Regions from separate parts of the Rattus norvegicus genome. Here region 2 is linked to region 1. A link is a contact called in public Hi-C data. All regions are on one chromosome and are shown on one strand. The core of a region is the stretch at or near the end of the contact, and the rest is flanking DNA. Distances in the headings are between cores, read along the strand shown. Region 1 overlaps Fyn (FYN proto-oncogene, Src family tyrosine kinase). Region 2 holds the start of Traf3ip2 (Traf3 interacting protein 2).

Region 1 (7,766 bases), core at 3,028-5,527:
AAAGTGCCCGTCTCTGAAGCCCCAGCCCCAGCATTGGGAGGTGTGGGTGTGTGAGTCTGTATTATTGCTGCTGCCGCCGCTGCTGTTTTGCTGCTGCTGCTGCTGCTGCTGCTGCTGCTGCTGCTGCTGCTGCTGCTGCTGCTGCTGCTTCTTCCAGCATGCACAAGTGGGCAGACACTCTGGGAACAGTCAACCGGCAGAGAAGAAAGGGCTGCCCAGGAGGGGGTGGGGCCCAGCATGGGTGCTTTTGAATTGCTTCTCAAGGATGAAAATATACCATCTCCAGGTTTTAAAGATGAGAAGGCCCTTTTTAAAAAAAAATTATTATTGTCTACATTTTGAACTAATTTCTTCCTGATCTCCCCAGGTTTATAGACACCCGGTGTGTTAAAAGCAATCACGGGAAAAGGTTAATGTTGTTTTTTGCATTTCCGTGAAGCCTCCTCTTCCAGTAACACAAGCCGCTTTTTGTTCCTGGGTCACACACAGGGAGGCCAAGACAAAGAGGTGGAGGTGGGGGCTCGGAAGAGGAAGAATTTGGAGACCAGGGTTTTGTCAGGTTGGGTTTTAGCACAAAGAAAACCGCCTAGGTGTACAAGCTGGAACGGATTCATTCATGCGGCCTCATTCTGTGTGACCTGGCCTAGCATGTGTTCCCTTGGGAAACAGCACAAATGAGCCACTCAGCTCTCTGGTGGCACTGGTGAGCTGCGGTCCCAGAGCAGGTACTGTTCACGCCAGAGGGGAAGGGCCAGCGGTTGATAGCCCTGAGCTTGCAGAGCCTTACTGTTGGTAGAGTGTTTGTGCCATGTTCATGGAGCGTGGATTACTTAGATGTGCATACTCTGTGTGCTCCTCAACCCTAGTTCTCATTATGTGGCAGAAGCAGGGACAAAAGATAGGCCCTTCATTGACAGACCCATGAAGAGCAGAGGGAGAACTGAGCCCAGCATAGGTGGGTATTTATGCCTGTAAGCCAGTGTTGATCTGTCTTTGTAGGCTTCCGTGACTGCAGCTGTCTGCAGGGGCCATGGGGAAGGGAGAAGGCAGGGAAATGAGACCATGGAGAGCAAGATGAGTCCTACCTGTCACTCCAAAAAGCTGCACAGACTCTCACTGAACTGTAGGGAGGGTCTGAGACGAAGGTGATGTGCTTGATGGTCTTAGAAAGGGGCAGAGCCAGTCATGAGGGGCTTGTGTGCTGCTGTGAAGAGACACTGAAGCCTGGCGGGTTAACTTGATAGCCCAGGGAGCTGCCTACAACACAGAGGGCCATCCCAGACCTGTTCTCATAGCCACAGACACTGCTTAGTTTTATTTTTAACTCAGCTATAATCATATTCAACTGGACTTCTGAATGTGACGGAAACTCTTAAGGGAGACGCATCTGCAGAGAGGTTGCAGTTACGGGATTGCTAACCTAGCAGAGGGTAGCAGGTCCAGGGCACAATCCTTTCCATTACACACTATCTACATGTCTCCATGGCCCGTCAGCCTGTACTGAGGGCTCACCTTGCTGCAACTCTGGATCTCTCGTCCCTGCCGGTGGATGGGAGTCCAGGAGAAAGTCCCAGTCTCTGCTTCTCAGTCGCTTCCATTATGCAGTTTGATACAATAATTTCTCAGTTGCCTAGGACGTGTTTTCAAGTAATTCTCTTCTCAAGAACGGTAGATAGATAGTGGTAAACTTTCCTGAGTTCCTTCATACCTGAGAATGGCTCTGTCACATAGGAAGGCGTGCTGGCTCGTAAGTGACACAGAAAGGAGATGGGGACTGACTTATAAATGAGTTTGGCAAGGCTTCCCAGACATTCCCACCCCACACTAAGTCAGTGCAGAAGTGAGCCTCGGAAAAGAACTGAGCAATGCGAGAGGTGTGGTCACATGAATGGCAGGTTGGCACTGAGCAGAGCTGTGTGTGTACCCAGGCACTCACTGCACTGACCAGAGACAGGAAGGACAGGAGGACACATGAAACAGCAAGGGCCTTGAAACATAAGAGGAATATTGCAATGTTGTCCTGAGGTCAAAGGCCGAGTGAGTACCCACCGGCTTCCAAGATGGGTAACAGACACCATTACCAAGCACAGCCTGCTGCAGCCTGACCAGTTGTACTCCCCTTGCTGGAGTCCAGCCTGCGCTCTGTGTGCAGAGCTTTAAGAGTTCTTTGCATGGAGATTAGGACTGCTTTTAGGCTAAGGGATTGTTGTATGGGAAAAATGGTGATGCTGGTGCCAAAGTGTTTTCCAGAGCTTGATGCATAGAATCATAACTTTGCATTTTAGCCTGACGTTTCACCCCTAGAAGCTTTCTCAAATTCTTTCCCCCTCTGCCTTCACTGCCACTGCCTGTATTAAGCTGTCACCACTGGGTAGTGACCTCCTAATGGAACTTCCTGCCCCCGGTCTCTCCCTTCCTCCCCTAGTCATCCACCATTCTGTCATTGTCGCCAGCAGAAGTGTTATCCTGGAAAGCAGATGAGTTGTCTCACTCTGGCCCCGGTTAAAGGTGCCCAGGGCTTCCCCTTGCCCTCCAGATAACTCCAGAAGGCTGCACCTTGCACACTCAGTCCACACATATTTACTGAATTTACATCGAGTGCTTTTCCAGATGAAAGGATTGTAGCAGTGAAGCAATGAGACTTCCTACCCTTGGGAGAGGTTTTCTTGAAGAAGATGTGCAATACAAACCAATGGACTGCACTCCCTCCTGGCTGGTAGCATTGAGTGGAGCAAAAGAGGAACATGATTAGGAGATGGTGACAGTGGAAGTCACTAAGAGGTGCTCGCTGAGTTTATCTCTGATAGGAGCTAGACTTGGGCCAGGTGGTGTCTAGGGGCACTGTGCACACCTGTGGAGGCGGTAGGGTAGGGGGAGCCTGAGGCTCAAAGTAATGGCTGGGTTGTCTTGCAGGATTGTTAGCAAGCAAGCTTTTACTCTTTTTGTTGCTGTTTACTTTTGAGCTTGTGTTCTAGTTACAATGTTTCTCCTTTACTTTTGAGCTTGTATTCTAGTTACAATGTTTCTCCTTTACTTTTGAGCTTGTGTTCTAGTTACAATGTTCTCCTTTAGTTTTGAGCTTGTATTCTAGTTACAATGTTTCTCCTTCGCCTGGACTCCCTCCACACCTTCCCAGTTACTCCTTCCTACTCCAAATTCACAACCTCTTGTTTCATCAATTGATATTTCGTGCATAGATGAATCTAGATATAGATATAGATATATAGATATCCTGTTGAGTCCGTACACTGTTACTTGGGTTATGTTTTTGGGGCTGATCATTCCACACTAAATGACTAGGTGGCGTGCTTTTCCCTGGGGAGGGCCACCTGTCTCACTCCAGCTTCACTCAGTTGCCTATAATTCTTTGGGTAGGGTTCAGGCTTCATTGGACTCCTCCCATTTGGTTGGCATGCCCATTGGTGTCCTCCTGGTTCAGGTCATGTTTAGGCAGTGATATCGGTGAGACTTTACAAGTGTAGCTTCTGATGTTACTAGGAGACACAGCCTCACAGAACTCCTGTCCCCTGGCTCTTACAATCTTTCTACCCCCTCTTTGCAATGTCCCCAGAGCCTTAGGTGTAGTTTCGTTTTGTCGACGTGAGTGTGCTCTTACTGTGTGTGAAGGGAGCAGTACTGAGGGAAAGCTCTGTCTTTGGATGTCTCTGCTGTCTCTCTCCCTTCACATCTTGAACACACCAAGACACTTGTTTGTGACAGGGTCTCACTGTGTTAGCCTAGAACTGGCTAGATAGACCCAAGCCTGACCTCGAACTTGCAGAGTTCTATCTGCCTGATGCTCTCTCCCAAGTGCTGAGATTAAAGGTGTGCACCGTATGCCCCTGGAATGTTTCTCTCTCCTTCTGTCTGGACTTCCCAGCAGCTCTGCCTTGCTTGAGGGGAACAGGGCATGTTCTGTGTTCTGATTCCCAGCAGTGTCTGTCCACAGTAGACTCTGTAGAAGCAAATAAAGGAATGTGTGAATAAAAGTAGAAAGAAAATTAAATTTAAAAAGAGAAAACTCACAGGCTTTTAAATATTTTTAAAGCCGGCTCAAAGCCTACAGAACTTTCTAACTCTGCCCAGTTAACCTCACATATTATATGGCTGACACGGTGTGAATGTTCCTAGCCACAAGGTAGCATCTGTTCCAAAGTTCTGGGAAGTTGACCTCGTGTTCAAATTTCATATTCCAGTAACCCGGTAGGCAGAATGTCCTGGCCATGCTGTGCTGTGGCCCTTGACTGAATCACCGCTTGTGTACTGGCAGGATCTGGCCGAGCAGGGCTGTTCCCCTAAGCAAATCCGTGTATCCATGCGTTTGAAGTGCACTCAGATCATTCAGCAAGTGTCAGCTGCTCGACTTCCTTGAGCAGATCCAGTCACTCGGTAATGACTCGGAGAGGTAAGGTGAGCTAGCAAACGTGCTAGCATCTCGTAAAGAGCTGAGCACCTGCTCTGCCCCTCCCCGTGAGATCACAGGTAGTCAGTCCTGTGTTCTAGCTGCTGACGGGCAGACTCTCCCTCCAGGAGGAAGGTTTGGACTTTGCAGACGAGAAACAGTCTGAGAACAACCACCCATAGCAGAGCAAGAACAAGCAAGGTCCTCTACCTTCCCAGCCTGTGGTCCCCAGGGTCAGAGCCCCCCTTTAGTTCACTGTGTTCTGTCAGAGAGCACAGAATGCTCTTGCCTCCCCTGCAAGGTTTCTCTTGGCCGACATGGCTGATAAGAGGATAGAAAGGAGGATAGAAGGCTGTGTGTGAAGCCGGAGGGCACTAGGAAGGGGTATCCTCCCAGTGGTACCTGAACACAGCAGCACACTGGTCTTAGCTGTGGGTCAGGCCCCTGCCTCCATGCCGACGCCTTCACCCTCTTTTTCACTTCTTTCAGAAAACAGGAGATCTTCATAGCACTGTATTATCAAAAGCTCAGGCCTGTAATCCCAGCCCTTGGGAGACGGGGGCAGGAGGACTACTGTTAGTTTGAGGTCAGCCTGGGCTGCATAGCAAGACCTTGTCTCCAAAAGTAAAGAGAAAGAGAACAAAAAAAGAAAAGCCCAGAAAGAATCATACATACTACACTATCCACTTCAAATAACCTCTGTGTGCTGTGGTTCTCCCGCCCACCATTTCTGATGTTATCAATACAGCAGTTGTAATAAAAACAGCTGCCCCAGGTGATTGGTGAGATGGGCAACAGTAAACAAAACTAGTAATTATTGCAACTTCTCGGGGTCAGTCGTTTATTTTCATCTGTGCCCTCTGGTCAGCAGGCCTCTGCCCCGGATTTGTACTCCGATCCACGAAGCAGCTCCCAAAGCCTCCTGGCCGTTCTCGTGAGATAAGGGAAAACACTGGGTAATCCGATAACATATTCCATGGTGCAGTGCAGGCTCGAAGAGCAAGCTCCATTAACTCCGCGTCCTTCCTCCCAGCACCCATGCGGCAGCTCTCAAGAGCGAGCAGACAGATGGGTTTTTAAGAGAGCTTACACAGGGAAGCAAGGGGCCTCAGACAGAAGGCCTCATCCAGACACAGTGTAGTATCGTTCCCTTTGAATGAAAAGCTCGGTTTACAAAAGAAATCTGATCTCAGATAACCTGAGTATCATCTCCCATTGTTATAACATTTATTTACACAGTGCAGGTGTCCAGATTCCTACAGCCATGGGGAAACCCATGCGTGACTAGAAAATAAACCCCTAAGTACAGGTATGGCTGCTCTGAGGTCCCTTGAGAAGGCCACACAAGTGGTAAGCAGTAAAGTGTTAAGATTTCTTTGGTAAGACCTTGTCCCAAGACCTTGTCCTAAGCAACTGACAGCAAGGTGTTTAACAAAAGGAGACCCGAGCACATCAGGTCCCCTGCCAAGAGGTACAGAGTATGAGAAGTGACGGCTGTTAAGTGTTCTGCCTATGGAAGCCACTTTTATTCCTTCCCTCAAGAACCAGAAAGAAAAGCAGGGAGGCTCTACTGAGTTCTTGTACAACTCAAAGAATAATACTGATACCCACAAGAAAAGGAGGGGGGAAAAAAACACACACACACACACATACATACATACATACATACATACATACATACATACATACATACATAGGACAGTCCATGTTGGCAACTGTACAACGTCTGGATTTGAAAGGAAGAGTTGGAGACTTGACCCCTTGTGTTTGAGAAGGAAACCAGCAAAATGACTCAGAAAGAATAATACGGAAAGAATAATATGGTGATAACGTCAGGAAGTGAGCACAGTCCGCTTGGCCAGAGGCTCACAGCTACAGTGTTTGGGGCAGAAGGACTAGATCCGTTACAGCCGTGACTATGTTTGAAAACACGAAAGAAAAATTAAAGGGAGACCTCAGAGCAGAGGGCTGTGGAGAACTCTGAGCGCAGGGCTCACCTGGGTCCTGGAAAAGCAGCCCCCCAGAACGGGCCCTCTTCAAAGGAAGAGCAGAGACTGCTATTCTCTTGAGCTGTGGGAGCACAGAAGAGAGTTGAGACCAACCTGGGCAATGGGTATTTTTTTGGAATATTACCATGGTGTACTTAACTGAAGTACTGTTTATGAATTAAAAACTCACTGAATCCTTGCTGATCTAGAACATCTTGACCATTGCCGAGGTTTGTTGAGGAAGTGCCAGGTCTGCAGGACCGCCCATTGTGTTCTGGCCTCTGGTTGGCTGAGGAAGTACCAGGTCTGCAGGACCGCCCATTGTGTTCTGGCCTCTGGTTGGTTGGAAGACAGCTAGCGCTGTTACGCTTGTCACTCAGCCAGTTGCGGTGTCTAATAGCCTGCTCTTTTGGCAAAGCTGTCTTTGGTATGTGTGTGTTTCAGTCAATGCATAGAATTGTTTATATACTCCCTGGACTCCCGGAGGTCTGGAGAGAGCACACGAGAAGAAAGGAGAAATGGGGTGGGGGTGGGGTGCCGTGGGAAAGGAGGTAGCAGGCTGGGTATCAAAGCTGACAGTGTGGTCTTCAGGCCTGACCCAGTCATCACTCTGCATGTACTGAGGTATGGCTCTGTCCCATGGCTACAGCTACCCAGGAAGGAGGCCTTCTTGGCAAATCTGACATGCTGTTTTCGGTTGTCACCTCTGCTATGTCCAAGTCTTGGGTGGAGCACTGGAAAAATAGGCTTGACCCAAATGGCCAGTTAAACTTTCCATTGGCAGAGACTGAATTAAAAGTTTAAAGAAAAGAAATATTTCCATCTGAGGAGTTTGGTTTTTTTTTTTTTTTAAATAAAATAAACCATTTACTGACAAATGATTCACGGAATCATGGGAAAGTAGTTAATTGAATTCTGCGGTGCTGTGCTGTGCAATCGGTGCCAGGTTAATGCTGTGAGATGCATTTGGGGAGTGGTTGTAGCTTCTAGGGAGAATCTACTGTGGCACCCCTAAGCTTCTTTCCTCCAGGGGCTCCTGGCAGGAGCCAGGACAAGGGAGAGTCCTGCAGACTCAAACTGTGTACAGTTCCAGAAACACCATGACACTGAGAGTTTTGTCTACTCAATTGTGCTTCAAAGAACGCCATTCCCTGTGTATGGCTGTGCTCTGGTCTTGGCCCTACAGGCTGTCTGGACTAGAGATAGCTGTCTTTGGGCCCCAGCTTCTCAGCCAGTCCCCCAGGAGCAAATACACATTGGAATCAGACATTTTTTTTAAAAGTCAGTGTCCTGACATGTTACATAACCCAGAAGGAGCGTCTGGGACGGAACTTAGGGAGGAAGCCATCAAGGCCTCACAGCAGGAAGTGTTTGTG
Region 2 (7,766 bases), core at 2,553-5,052, 59 kb after region 1:
GCTTTGAGAGCTTCTTCCTGGCTGCCTGTGGAAGACAGTGTTTCCTTCTTGCTACCTTTGGATCAAGATGTAGAACTCTCAGCTCCTTCTCCAGCACCGTGTCTGCCTGGACGCTGCCATGCTTCCTGCCATGATGATAATGATCTGAACCTCTGAACCTGTGAGCCAGCCCCAATGAAATATTGTCCTTTATGATACTTACCTCGGTCACGGTGTTTCTTCACAGCAAATAAAACTCTAACTAAGACGCACACATGCACACGAACACACACACACACACACACACACACACACACACACACACACACACACACATCTGACTCACAGGCTGCAGTCCAGCTAACCCAACAATGGCCAACTGTGAATGGGAAGTCCCAGAATCTAGTAGTGGCTCAGTCCACAAGGCCAGGTACGTCTGCTGGTCTTCTGTATATGCTACCATTCTGAAGAAGGATGTTCCAATGGCAGTGAAGGAATGGATATGTGAGCCAGGCAAGGCAAAGCGGGCAAAAAGCAAAAACCTTCCTTCTTCCATGCCTTTCTATTGGCTTCCAGCAGAAGGTGTGGCCCAGATTAAAAATGTCTCCCCACCTCAGGTCCAGATCAAAAACCTGTGTCTTTCCATCTCAAAAATCTGAATCAGAGGCTTCTCTTCCTACCTCAAAGGTCTGGACTAGAAGTAGTCTCTCTCACCTACTTCCAACAAAGAAAAAAATTTCTCAGTCTCTCATAGGTGTACCCTCCATTTTTCTGGATTACAGTTCTGTGGTGGTTTGAACATGCTTGGCCCAGAAAGTGACAGTGTTAGGAAGTTGGTGTGGCCTTGTTGGAGGAAGTGTATCATTGTGGTGTGAGCTTTAAGACCCTTCTCCTGTCTGCCTTCGGAACAAGATGCAGAACTATCAGCACCAAAGTCTTTCATATTCCCACCGTGATGGCCCATTAATTCCCACTTAAAGTGCTCCATTGCATTCCAAATCCAAAGCCCCCAAATCCAAATTCTTCCAAATAAAAGCATGGTCAGACCTACCACGCAATACCCTAGTCCCTGGTACCATCTTCTGTCTTAGGGTTTTATTGCTGTGAAGAGACATTATAACCATGGAATTTAATTGGGGCTGGCTTATAGTTCAGAGTTTCAGTACATTGTCATCATGGTGGGAAGCATGGCATCACACAAGTAGACTTGGGGTTGGAGAGCCAAAAGTTCTACATCTTGGTCTGAAGATAGCCAGGAAGAAGGTGTCTTCCGTACTGGGCAGAGCATGAGCCTAGGAGGCGGTGACGTGTGACACACCTCCTCCAATAAGGCCATATCTCTTCATAGTGGCACTTCCGATGGCCAAGCATTCAAACCATCATATAGTCTAATTCTCTGGAAGAGTAATGCCTAATTACACACTTCCTTTTCTGAGTTGCCGTGGTGATGGTATCTTCTCACAGCAACAGAAAAGCAACCAAGACAAGCCCTAACTGACAAAAGACACTGGGACCCCTAGAACTTGGCAAGCTTTACTTCTGGACTTTTTAACTCAGGGTGAGATGGTTGGCCCGTCTCTTGACTCCTCGACTTTTGACTCTGAGAGCAGAGACTCATGTGTAAACACAGACCCAGAGTGACTGGCAGTCACAGACTGGCCTTTTCATTGCTTCCGTCCGTCCCCTTTTGAGAGTTATCAAGAGTTGTGTAAAGAAAGGGAACGACCTCAGCTGCACTCAGACTTGTAGGAAACAGTCCAGAGCTGAGCAGCCAAGGGAGGAAAGATTCCTACAAGCAAGCGAGATAGCTCGGAGTTTGGCTGATCCACAAATTAGCTATGTGCCCTTCAAGAAGCTAGTGGGCATCTCTGAGCCTTGTGCTGTGGGAATGGCGGCTTCTGCACCTCTCATGTCTGCTTGAAGGGTTAAAGGTATGCAAAGGTCCCCAGGGGCAAGCTGCTTCCTGGGAGGCTACATGTGAGCATCCAGACAGCAGTGGAAAGCATCTGGGAACCTGAGGTGTTTATGTCCCAGTCCTCAGGCATGGCCTCTGTCATTCCTCTTTCAGTCTAAGCTCGCCAGGCATGTGCAGACAGACGTTTCTCGGTGCAGGAGATTCTCTATAAACAGTTTACATCCTTGGGCTGCTTTCCAGGAGGGGCCTAGCAGAGGCTCTGAGCAAGGAGCTGTTATCCCATTCCCCGAGCTAGGATGGACTCAGAGAGGAGGGGTACACAGCAACCTAAGACAGGTCTTAGGCTTGCTGCCTTTCTTACAGGCCCCCATATCACAGCTCTCACGGGGTGGAGACTGAAAGAAAAGGCTGTCCTGACTCCTCACAGAAAGGGTTCCAAAGGCAGAGGTTTCCAGAAACACCTCTGGGGCTCTACTCAGCCCTACTCCCCCTCCCGCTGCTCTCCCCTCCCATTTGTCTCCCCTTTCCTGTTCTCATTCCAATGTTGATAGAGTCCCCTGCCCCATTATCCTGGTTCCAGTCATTCCACGCAGAATGCTGGTTTCCCCCAACCACTAAGATCTAATAATAATTTTGAAGCAGAAGGCTTCCAGGCTCAGCTCACACATTTCTGACTAGATGATTCAACAGGTATACAGTGATTGCCTATAATGTCATGGGCAGTGTCCCAGATGCTGGGGACACATAAATCTAATATCTCTCTGTCTCTGTCTCTCTTTCTCTCTGTCTCTGTCTCTGTCTCTCTCTCTGTGTGACCATATATATTGTCAAAAATGTTTTTTTCCAAATACTTTCTCAAAGCCACTTCTCCATGTCATTTTATACAAATAGTTAATACAAATATCCATTGTTTTTTCACAGCTAAATAGTACTTCATTGTAAAAACACACCAACAACTGTACCACCTTTATTCTAAAGTTTTAAAAACAAGCCACATTCCCTTTGCTTATTATGTGTGGCACAACTTTACGTGTAATACTTGGGCAACCTGATTGAGGGCATTCTGGGCGGTGTCCCCTGTGTGTGCGAATGGGGAGACAGGACTGGCTCAGTCTGAGACACCTTCTGTGGGGGAGGGGGGAGTTCAGGGGCTGCGATGCTGGCTGGTGGCCTGAAGGAGTTCACACGCGGGCTGGCTCCCATCACCCTCCAATGCCTTGGAAGTAACCTGGATTTATATTACCCATAAACACCACCGTGGCATCCTTCTGCCTCCAGGATCCCCGTCTGTGCAATAAATTCCGTAGAGCACTGAATAAACAAAGGGAAAAAGAAAGAAATAAACTTAAGATTGTGAAATGAGAAGCCGGAGGGCTGTGTGTGTGTGTGTGTGTGTGTGTGTGTGTGTGTGTGTGTGTGTATGTGTATGTGTGTGAGAGAATACAGTCCAGCACAGGGATATAGGCAGTGAACCCTTTGCCCCTTAGTTACGGGCAGCAAGTCTGTTTTAGTGAGTTAAAAGACTCAGTTATAAGCTCTTGCTTCCCATTCCCTCCCATTACCGGGCCCAGGTTTCTTCGTTTGAAGGCGCTCAAGAATCAGCAGTCTGAATACTCAAGTTCAGTCTCCAAGAGACGCCTTCTCAGGCGCCCGCCGCAGTAACCCAGAAGCCCGGGGCATTCCTCACAGTTTTCTTATCTGTGTGGTAAAAGCAGGATGCAGCCTAATTGGCTGCTGGTTCTCTCTGGTAAACGCGGGAGGTTTCTGTTTTAAGAAGTAAAGTCAGTTCTCAGCGGTTGATTCACTGCCCCACGGGGAGACTGCTGAGCAGAGGCTTCCTCTCCGTAGAGATTTGCATACAGCATCCACTTCCTGCTCGAGAGCCTGCTCCACCACTTACCTGGACCTGGAGAGGGCGAGGGAGGTCTGAGCGGCCCGAGGTGGATCCCGGAGAGCAGAGCCCGCGACCACCCCCTGGGCCCGTCTGTCGGTGGCGATCTTAGGTAAGCGAGCTCATTGGTCCCTGCCTGCTCTGACCTCTTTAACCACTGACCGGCTTTCCAGTCCACTGCCTTCCCGGTCGCCAGATCTCACTTCCCTCCGCCCTCATGTCCCCATGTCCCCACCTTTACCTTGTTCATCTGGAGGGCAGTTTGAGCTGGGACAGACTGAGTTCCTGCAAGAATGTGGCGCCTCTTTAGGGTTTCTCTCGGGCAGGCCGCGGGGCTGCTTAATTAACTCTTTAAGGGGAGGGACACACCGCCACAAAACTGCTTGGAGTTTTCAGTACTCATAGTTAGCTGTCAAGAAATCCAGGTACGTAGTGAGTTCAAGGCCAGCCTGGGTGACGTAGCGAGAACCTGTCTTTAAAACGAATCAAAACTGTTTCTCAAAGGAAGGAGCCATGATAGAAAGGATTAAGTACTTGGCTTTCAGCCCAAGACACTGGCAGGAAGGCCAACTCCCAGTTTTTCCCTATTTTATGCTGGGAGAAAATACCAACAGCACATTCTCGGGTTAGAAAGTACTCGACGCCCCCACCCTCACACCCCGGCAGGCCTCCATTCCCCTTAGCCAGTCATTTGCTGGGTCTGGATGTTGCTGGGAATGCCAGGAGAGAAACACTGGATCTTAGAAGCCGCCGCCTTCTCTGCGACTTCCTAGTTCACAGTGGCCTCTTAGACACACACACAGACTTTTTTTTTTAAAAGGGAGTCAGTGGAAAGAAACCAAATTAATAATTGAAGAAGAGGACAGAAAACTTGCCGTCCAAGTTCTCCCTCCACTTTGCGTGGGTCCATCTCTTGAGCAATTCTCGCTGGCTCCCAGAAGCCTGGATTTCTTCATCTGCAGAGCGTGTGTGTGTATGTGTGTACACGCATGTGGGCGCCCAGGCACTAACATGCTTATGTCTAAATTCCTTTCTAAGGAAACAAGGCCAGGGCAGTCCCAGAAGGGTACCATGATGGGTGGTCTCTAAAGCATGTTTTATTTGCTGATTATTACACATATAAAATTTACCTCTGCTACTAGTGCATTAGGAAGGCTTTGCTTCTTATATTTTCCAGCCCCCAGAACTTGACATGTCATCAAACGCTGTAGAGGCACTCAATCTTACACGTAAACTTAAAAAAAAAATGTTTTTCAATTTCCCTCATCTGCTTTCCGGGCCAAAGGTAAAGCAGCTGTCAGGGCAGGCAGCCTGTGGCAGGGGTGTGGGGGGGGGAGTGGGGGGGAGTGATGGGGGTGGGGTGGGCGTGGGGTATCAGACCAGCTCTGCAGGAGAGCTGCCTAGAATCCAGCCATCATTTCTGGCTTTAACCACATAGGGGGAAATGGGATTTCTTGAATTTAGCTCATGTCCCATGTGTTTGCTGAGAGGCAAGGCAGGCTCCAGAGCTGGCAGATAATCCCGTGGCAGAGGCCAGGAGCTGGATCAGAAGGCACTCCAGGCCACAAACAGTCCGTGTGTGGGCCTTTAATGGGAGGGGAAAGGGAACAGAAACCCATCAGCCCCATGTAAGGCTGACGACTGATTGGAGTCATTACTGGCTGGCAGACGCACTGGATCCTTAACCTCTTCCAAACCACTGCTTTAAGGAACATTATTATTGTTTCTTTTGAGCAATTCCTGACAGTCAGTACAGTTCCAGCAGGTTCTGGCTGAGGGGACTGGTTTGGAACTTTGGGTATTGTTAAACTCTCTGTAGGGTGTCCATGAGGTCTGTACCAGACACCACTATGTATTCCGGAATAAGGGCACCAGACTCCCAACACATTTGCTTGTGGCGACTTCTTGCTTCTTATTTCAAATCCCAGAGTGTTACCATCTGAAACCGGGGTAGCAGCTGTATTTCTGTCAGACCCTCTTTGATGGTAGACGGTCCACTACAGCCACTCTTAATCTGGTGTTCTTCCAAGTCATTCCACACAGGACAAGTGTGAGGAGGTGGGTGATGCAGCCATTCTGACGTGTTCACTTCGTGGGGCCGCCTTGAGCAGGGCGAGGGGCCAGACAACGTGGCAGGACCCAGGGGGGTGGGGTGGGGTATGTTCCTAGCCTAGCGATTCTCAGAGAGCCCAAAGACACACAGTGTTCAAGCCTGTACCTCCCTGGATGAAGGGTTAGTGACTTTCAGACACACTGAAAATTAAAGAGGAGAAAGTCCTAGGTAGATTACGGTGGCGGAGTTTGTCTAAAGGAAATCAATGTCTTACACATTGCAGAGTGGAAATCTCAGATAGATCCTGAATTCAAATCATTTTCTGCAGCAGGCGATTTTAGATTAGTTCACGTCCATATGAACTACAGGCAGCTGCTGTAGGAATGAGCACAGGTGGAGGTGTGGCCAACTTCCAGGTCCTTCCATAGCCAATTAAATGGCCCTTAAACCTGGATCCTATTTCTTTATCAAAGTAATCCAACTGGCCTTCCCCAAGAAGCATCTGATGGCTGGAATCTAGAAGCTGTCCTCCAGGCTTCTCCTGTTTTAGTTCCGGAAACACAGCTCCCTCCCTCCCATCCCACATTCCTTGTCTCCGGCCCAGCATGCCTCCTAGAGCCCACTTGGCTCCTCCAAACTTGGCGCTCTGCTCTGCTCACTCTTCTTGTATACAGGTGTGCACACAGGCCTTCTCAGGGACCATCGGCTTTAAAGCAGCCATGGAAGGGTGGCCTTTCGTCCATGTGTCAGTCCTTAGCTTGCTGCCACTTTGGCTCGGTTCCCTGATGGCACTGCTGAAAGCAAGATGTTTGGGTAGGTGGGAGACCCTCACGCAGCCTGTTCCCCTTTAACACCCAGCAGACCCAGTCCGAATGGGGTCTTGGCAACTCCCTGAGCGATGAAGGAAACCTGGCTCCTTTGCCGCATTGGAATCCTGTGCCCAGCCCTCTCTGCCACTCCTCTCCGCTCTCATGCTCATCTCTGAACTTTTTCTATCCTGAGTCATCTGCCTAGTCATCCTGGCCCCTGGCCCACTCTGCGCATGCGTGCCTCGCCCCAGACCCTTCCTGTACCTGTAACCCGCCTAGATTACAAGGTCTTCTTCCCTCTCATAGCCCTACGGATTCCCAGGCCTTTTCCTCTCCTCCATACCCTTCCTGTCCCTTCCACTTCACTCTGTGGCCTGAGCTGAATTAGGTACACTAGAAAGAGCGCCTTATGTGAAGCAAGCACACAGACAGACAGACAGACAGACAGACAGACAGACAGACAGACAGTGGCAACAAAAACTCCTGACCCAGCTTGAGGTTGTTTCTCTAAATGTTTTTATTACCAGCTCTCAGTGTGGTAGGCGGTCTGATCCCAGAAGTCTCCCTTCCCCCTTTCAAGTTCAGCACGAAGTCCCAAGTCCACTTTACAGAGCAGAGCACTATGACCGCCCTGGGCTTGTTGTGAGTCTTCCTCGTAAGGTGCAGCAAATGTCCCCGTGTCAACACGGCTCACGCCGCCTCAGAGACTCTGGCAAATCGTACTTGAACAGCTTCTCTCTCAGGGAAATTCTGCAAGTAAGCTTGGAAGTTTGCTCCCTGGGGTTTGGGTCACTCGGGTGAGCTGGACTAGTCTTCTACTAGCCAAACCAATCTTAGGATAATTTGCATACATTTGGGCAGTAGGCAAGGAAATTAACGAGTTCACAGATATTTTTAAAAAATCTGTGATTAGAAACACTAAAAAATGTTACTCTTTGTGACCAGCAAGATGACCCGGCTTGTAGAGGTACTTGTCACCAATCCTGACAACCTTAGCTTGATCCTAGGGATCGACAAGGTGTAAAGAACCTATTCCTGGGTACCGTGGTATCCCAGTGCATTATATAAACAATAAATAAATGGAAAAAAGAAAATCTAAATTATTCTCTGGGGAATAAA

Evidence for each region. Hi-C and Micro-C count contacts between places; a contact is called where the count stands out from the background.
Region 2: a Hi-C map of kidney shows a contact between it and region 1, with 2.7 times the contacts expected there. The contact joins the promoter of Traf3ip2 here to the enhancer-like site in region 1. A contact is called at or near these places in 4 of 12 Hi-C or Micro-C datasets (frontal cortex, kidney and mammary epithelial cells).

Annotation. Positions count from the first base shown.
Region 1 is chr20:44,503,059-44,510,824 of GRCr8, forward strand. The region is part of intron 13 of Fyn (FYN proto-oncogene, Src family tyrosine kinase); the gene reads left to right. Among named protein-coding and RNA genes, the nearest start is that of Traf3ip2, 59 kb to the right of the region's middle. Within about 2 kb of position 4,278, at least 8 of the 93 cell types and tissues checked have an H3K27ac peak or open chromatin away from gene starts, as enhancers often do. A contact at or near this core is called in kidney, where this site is marked.
Region 2 is chr20:44,562,235-44,570,000 of GRCr8, forward strand. It overlaps Traf3ip2 (Traf3 interacting protein 2), which reads left to right and starts at 3,803. Exons shown (of 9, transcript NM_001044248.1): 1 at 3,803-3,897. It overlaps LOC108349084 (a long non-coding RNA gene), which reads right to left and starts at 5,033. Exons shown (of 3, transcript XR_001842493.3): 1 at 4,027-5,033; 2 at 3,457-3,800; 3 at 2,841-3,205.